Regions from separate parts of the Drosophila melanogaster genome. Here region 2 is linked to region 1. A link is a contact called in public Hi-C data. All regions are on one chromosome and are shown on one strand. Each heading gives the region's core, a stretch centred on a gene start, on an enhancer-like site or on the middle of the called end of the contact. The rest is flanking DNA. Distances are from core to core; before and after follow the strand shown. Region 1 holds the start of c11.1 (c11.1,). Region 2 holds the start of CG32700.

Region 1 (3,388 bases), core at 645-3,144:
AAAATATGAACTTAAGTTTTTGTCATAAAAACATTGCCTTAATTCGTTTGTGTCACCATTTATCACTTTTATTTTGTTACTAACTGCACTTAATAGCACTTTGGTTTGTGTTTAGTTTAATGTAAAACTGTTTAACAATATGTTTGAATGCAAGTTTCTGGCGAAACTGTGTCGCTCTTTTGTTTAAATTTAGTTGGTGACGAAATTCGAGTTAATAACTAAAAGTTAGCCGATTTTGGCGCGCTTTTTGTTTACTACTTTGTTTAACACTTACACACACACTTAGTTTACTTTCTTCGGTATTTCTTTAAGTGACTTAAGCACAAGTTACAAAAAAAAAGGGTTAACACGTAAGCGAGGTGTTATTTTCTTGTGTTTCTTTCAGTCGATTAAAAACTTCGCTAACAATGGAAACAATAATGCTCGCGCGTCGTACTCCAAAACATAACTGAAACTGACTTTTAACTTTTGACTGCGCCGCTTGAATTTCGCGAGACGATTGAGCTCGGCTCTGAGTCGAATCCAATCGTTTTTCCACTTGCCTCGCGAGCCAATTGGAACGAGAACGACTCTCTTTGGCCGGGGCGTTTTGGGTCTCTTAAGTTGCTCGCTCTCTCTCTCTCTCTCTCTCTCTTGCTCTTCTGTAAATGCATGGCCTAGTATGTGCATTGTGACAAGTCACCATTCCACGCAGTGCTGTTGCATCAAATTTTTAATAAATTTCGCTAAAAATAATAGAATTTAAATGCTTAATCAAATAAACAGTTGCTCTCCCTCTCGCTCGCTCCTGCGTTTCCCTTGCACTTGGCACCGCCCCCGGATTCTGATTGGTCAGGTGGACATGGCATTTGAGGCGCGCCATTGGTGGACACATTTTCATCCACCACCGGCTGCAACCACTTCCAATTGGAATCGCATTTAAGCGCGCTCTCTTTAATCAGCTGAGAGCGTGACGACTTAAGAGCGGCGCTCTTGTTCAGCCGGGAAATTTCGAAAATATTTAGGAGCTGGATATGATTAGATTTTCATGAGAAAATAAATAAGTTGTGTTTTTTTTTTTATTATTTTATTTAAAATTTAACATACATGTATTTAAAACGCACTTATGGAAAATTGTATTCATATAGATACATTTTGGATATTAGAGATGAAAATCAGAGAATCTACTTTAAAACTGATACTTAACATGCTTATCAAATCTGCTATTATCGCAAAAAGTGTTAATTAAAAACTGTGTGTTGTTGCTAGCGCAAAGAAAACAAGGATTCCAAATGACATGTGTTCTTTTTAGCGAAGGAAAGGCGTGATAAGAGACTATCATTGGGCCATATTTTGTGGTTCAGCCTTGGTTTGTGGTCGAAATACTGATATCGAATTAAAATAACAACGCAGAGTTCTTATGATTTTAAAAAGTGTTTATTTTAAATTTACCTCCGACTTATCACATCGAAGGGAAATAGTTCTTATCGCTGGGAATATAATAGCGTGAGAAGAACGTCAGCTTATCTGCGAGGGCAGAAATTGCGAGAAAATCAAATGTCTATGCTATTTAATTTCAGAAGTGCTATCAAGTGATTAAAATTAAGCATTTCAATTGCTCTCAAATACTTTCAAAACTACCTCAAAAGCGTTTTTTCCTTTAATATTGTATTAGTATGCTGTACTGCCTGTGTAGCTTAAAATTTAAAATTTACTTAATTGCTAATTCCGTATAATAAAACGAGACTGTATGCATAACTATTATTTTATACACAGTACATTTGAATTTCATTTTTATGGTCATCTATGGTTTGCGCCACCACTGAACAGTGAGGGCACACACCATGTTCGGAAGCCCAACTAGTCCATGGTGTTGATAAAAAACGTACTAAAATTTCCACAGCCGTTTTTCCCCTATGTGAGTGCAGCCACCCGTTTTAAACACAAACAATTTCGCAACGCAGTGAATCTCTTGTTTTTCCGAGTTTTTCCGCGATCGCGAAGTGCGCGTTAAAGTTAATCGCTGTCTGAAATCCCGTTAAGCTGGAGAAGTGGAAGAGAACGCGCAATTCCACCAAGAAGATGGACGGCCGAGGGGTTGGCGGCGGTGGTAGTGGTGCTGCCACAGGGGGAGGATCCGCCAACAACAAATCAGCTGCTGGAAATAGCGCCGCCACTGGAAATGCCGATGCATCTACCGCCACAGCGGCGCCCAATGATAAGCCAACGATTCTGGAAGGTAAGCAAACGAAAATGCAAATGAAAATGAAAACAAAGGGAACACTGCCTAATCCCATAGATAAAGATAAAGATAAAGATGGACCCATGGAATCTTTTATTAGAAAGCGCACACACACACAAGCACAAGTGCTGAGAGCGATTTAGCGTGAAATGGGCGTTTTGCCCGTCCACCCCACCCACTCCAATTGGGATTTGTGATTAGGCGAAGCGCAGTCTTTTGTCCTGTTCTAAAAATAGAACTACGCATTAGGCACAACGCACACATGAGCGCCCAAAAGTAACGGGGAATCCTTTTAGCGAAAGGAGAGCAGCTAAATAACTCTATTTTCGTATCTATGTACGTGTGTATTATGGGGACCTGTTGAGTGTGTGAAGCCCTAAAAAATCATCTAGAACACGTTTATGAGCAAGACAAATCAATACAACAACATTTCACAATTACACCCACAAATTGCACTCAATTCGATTTGATTAATCATCTGCATGCGTAAGTGTGTGTTTTTTTTTGTTTTACAGCTAATTGTTGGAATAAGAACAAAAATAACATTGCAATGCGAAAAGTCCTCTAGAGTATCGCTTGTCCAGTCCAATTGGACTTTTGTATCTCTGGGATGACGTGTATTTTTGACCATCCCAATCAGCTGATTCCAGCATTTCGTTTGGTTTTTGCCATTTTCTAGCCTTTTTCATTTTATTGATAGATGCTTATATGATGTGAAGCTCTTTAATTTATGCGAATGCGTCAGACAATTTGAATTCTTATCAGAATATAAGTACTGAAAGTGCCCACAGTTGTGTTCAATGAAATAGGGGTATGCATTTTTCAATGTTGTAAAATGGCTCATATAATTTAATTCGAAATCAACCTATCATCCATTTAAATCCGTGAATCAATGTGGTTTTTGCCACTTCTGCTATCTTTGCAGTTTGTGCACCTTATGTAAATACGGCTCTATGTAGTGTTAACTTGACTTTGATCTAGTTACTCGTGTTACTGAGTGTAGTCCATTGTTCTGCTATTTGCTAGCTCTAGCTGAAATTAGTCATTTGTTTTAAACGATATCTTAGCTTTGACTTAACACAAGCCAACTAAATTTTGGATTATATTCCATATGATCTGATTTAAGAAATCAAATTTAAAACATTTGTTGCCCTTTTGCAGGCGTTC
Region 2 (3,320 bases), core at 754-3,253, 270 kb before region 1:
AATATGTCTTCAATTCTTCAGCACTCACCATAACAAAACTCTCTCTTTAATTTACAGCCAACAAGTTTGGAGCCTATGCCGCCGAGGCCGTGGAGGACGACCTGGTGGACGTGGAGGGCGAGGAGGGTGCCGTTACTGGCGAGGATGCAGAAGCGGACGAGGATAGCGACACGGGCAGCAGCAGTTCGCCGAATGCGGACACCTATCTGTTATTCACGAAACCCCTGTACACACCTGGCCAGCAGCTGGATCTGCCCGGCGGCAAACCCGTCGAGTTCCTGATTGGATTCACCAACAAGGGAGCCGAGGAATTCGTGATCGAGACGGTGGAGGCCTCCTTCCGCTATCCCATGGACTTCAACTACTTCATCCAGAACTTCTCGGCGGTGGCCTACAATCGTGAGGTGAAGCCCGGCTTTGAGTCGACCGTGTCGTACACCTTCCTGCCCTCGGATCAGTTTGCCGGCCGTCCATTTGGACTGAACATTGCACTGGCCTACCGCGATGCCAATGGTATTCAGTACAACGAGGCCGTGTTCAATGAGACCGTTCTGATTTCGGAGGTCGATGAGGGTCTGGATGGCGAGACTTTCTTCCTGTACGTCCTGCTGGCGGGCATTGTGGTCCTGCTACTGGTCATCGGACAGCAATATCTGCTCGGCAGCTCTGGCAAGAGGAAGCGTGCCGCTGCCAAGAAGGTGATCGAAACCGGCACGGCCAACGACAGCACCATCGACTACGATTGGGTGCCACAGGAGACGCTGCGTGCGCTGCAGAAGTCGCCGCCCAAGTCCAAAACGCCCAAGACCTCGCCCAAGCCCACCAAGCCGGCCAGTCCCAAGGCGGCCAGCCAGCAGAGTCCCAAGCAGCGCAAGGTCAAGCGTTCCGCTGGCGATGATTAAGTTCAAATCCGCTCAAGACTGCACATATCCCAAACACCATCGAAAGCGGTAGCCATAACATCGGCTGCCGAAGGAGCAGTAACAGCAAGATCCCACTCCCTCCCGTCATTTTCATCCTGTAGGGAGAAAAGCAAAAAGTTTCGTAATTAATTAGTTATGTACATCATGTTCGATCATTTCTAAAGATCATACTATCATAATTTTTTTTTCGTCTATCGAGATTGTTAGTCTATAAACGAATACCGAACCAACGTTTTCACAGATTTGTTTTAGAAATTTGAACTTTGAAATGCCCACAACTGCACATACTCCAAACTCAACAACAACAACAACAACCACAAACAAACAAAACAAATGAAAATGAAACCAACAAAAAATGAAACCTAAAGAAATCCCCTTGCGAAAGTGTCTTCGTTTGTTGAAGACACATTATAGAAAGAGGAGTAGCAGCAGAATGAGTCGAGTCTTCTAACTGAATGGAATATCGAACTTAAATAGAAGGCAGACCGATCGATTGCGTTGTAAGACAAGAAAGCCTTCCAATTGTACGATATGTTTAAATTAGTCCTACTATTACAATTGATTGCCCCTCGTGTTTATGTTTCGTCTCTCCCCTCCCCTCCCCCACCCACACACACCCATTCTGATTTGGAGTGTATCATTCTTTTTCTGTTAAGACCAAAATATGTTGAAGTGAGTTTTTTTTTTAGCTAGAGAAGTCGCAGAAAGTCAGTCGACTGATGAATAATGAATAGATTTTCTTACAACAAAACAAAATGAGAAAAAAAAAAACGAAAATAAAATTAAAAAAAAAAAAGATAAAACTGCGATGTTTTTATGTATGTATGTGTGTTGGGTAAATTGGAAAAATATTTTAAAATTAACTAAAGTGCATCGAAAGCATAAACTTGCTCTGCGGCGCCATCTGTTGGCGACGACTAGTAGTTTTCTTGAAATTGCATCGGCTAAGCTTTCAGTTGAGCAGAGCTTTCAGCGCTGTTAAGATGTACCCACTCCACAGTGCTCGTTAGCATCGCTGTTAAGGACACGGCAACTTGTTGTCTTCCCGCTGTTAGCGTTTCGCATCGTCCATTTGTAACTCATTCGTCAACAGACTCTCGTGCGGTTCGGTTCTCAGCCTCAGCCTTTGAATTCAGCATACTCACATCACAGTCGCAAGTCACTGGTCACTGGTCACAGTTCACAGTCACGCAGTTACTGCCTTTGCCCGGTTTTCGATTTTCGAAAGATATTCGAAAGTGCTGAACATACATAATTTTTTTTTTTTTGGTTTTTGTGCTAATCTAAGAAATTGAGTATATATACATAAATATACACATAAAGTGCAATAGCGTTCCGAAATACCATTTTTCAATTCGAATACAAACGACCGAGCCGAAGTGAAAGAGTGTGTGTGGCAAATATTTAAATCCCATTCGCGTTCCGATTCGGAGGAGGATTTGGCGGAGAAAGCTTGAGACACAGAGAACACACCGCAGTCAAAGGTGAGTGAAGTGCTTGACAAATGTAAATATGGTCAGTTCCATTGTGACAAGGACTCAAATTCCGACCGGGAGTCCCATTTGCAAGTCCGGAATTGGGGCTATGTTTGCCAAAACCAAACGGAATGAATCGGGCAGCACGGTTTTGATAGATACGAAAAATGGGCTTTCGAACATTCGGATTCAGTGGAATATTGAAATTAAAGATTTTTATGGAAAAAATAAAGAAATAAGAAATGAATGATGAGTAGAATGAATAGGAAAATTGTAGAAATGAAAGAATGAAGAATAGATATGAAGAAAAGGAAGATGAATGAATGAAATGAAATTAATTAGAAAATTGTACAAATGAAAGAAAGAAGAAATGAATAATGAATGAATGAACCGAAATCATAAAATTGTAGATACATTTAAAGTTGATTTTAAAATATACCTTCAATCACTATAATTGGACTACTTAAATAGGCACTTATGAAACTGTAGTTAACAAAAGAAAACAACTTGTCAAAACTCCTAATGAATTGCATTGCGGAAAAACGTGCCTAAATGAACTGTTTTATTATAGCGGTAATCGTAAACGTGACGAATTAATGGCATTGATTAAATTACCTAAAAGTCCTTGGGAAATGTAAATAATTTTCCAAATTAACGAAGCACTGCTCCTTGTAGCACATTAGAGCTCCAGCCAAATTTCTAAGCAATTACGACTTTGGATGAAATCTTAAAAGAAATATTTGAAATATCCTTGGCGTAATGTTAGCAATGAATTCATGAATGTCCTAGCAGGTGCCTATGTGCACATGTTTGCTTATTTGGCCCACCATTTGTTTGTCTGTCAACAAAATGGTTGACTTGAATCGAGTCAAGTCGAGTTTGGTTTGGTTTGGTTTGGTTTTCAGCCAACTTTGCAGGGGAA

Evidence for each region. A called contact is a pair of places that touch in the nucleus more often than the background predicts.
Region 2: a contact with region 1 is called in a Hi-C map of the Kc167 cell line, with 3 times the contacts expected there. The contact joins the promoter of CG32700 here to the promoter of c11.1 in region 1. A contact is called at or near these places in 17 of 107 Hi-C or Micro-C datasets (the Kc167 cell line, the ML-DmBG3-c2 cell line, the S2 cell line and 5 more) and 1 of 6 datasets of contacts at active chromatin or transcription factors (the Kc167 cell line).

What each region holds. Positions count from the first base shown.
Region 1 is chrX:9,281,623-9,285,010 of dm6, reverse strand. c11.1 (c11.1,) reads left to right here and starts at 1,894. Exons shown (of 9, transcript NM_001298121.1): 1 at 1,894-2,218; 2 at 3,383-3,388. The coding sequence starts at 2,062. lz (lozenge) reads right to left here and starts at 362. Exons shown (of 6, transcript NM_078544.3): 1 at 275-362.
Region 2 is chrX:9,549,521-9,552,840 of dm6, reverse strand. CG32700 reads left to right here and starts at 2,003. Exons shown (of 4, transcript NM_167192.2): 1 at 2,003-2,411. l(1)G0320 (lethal (1) G0320) reads left to right here. Exons shown (of 2, transcript NM_001298129.1): 2 at 58-1,701. The coding sequence ends at 902.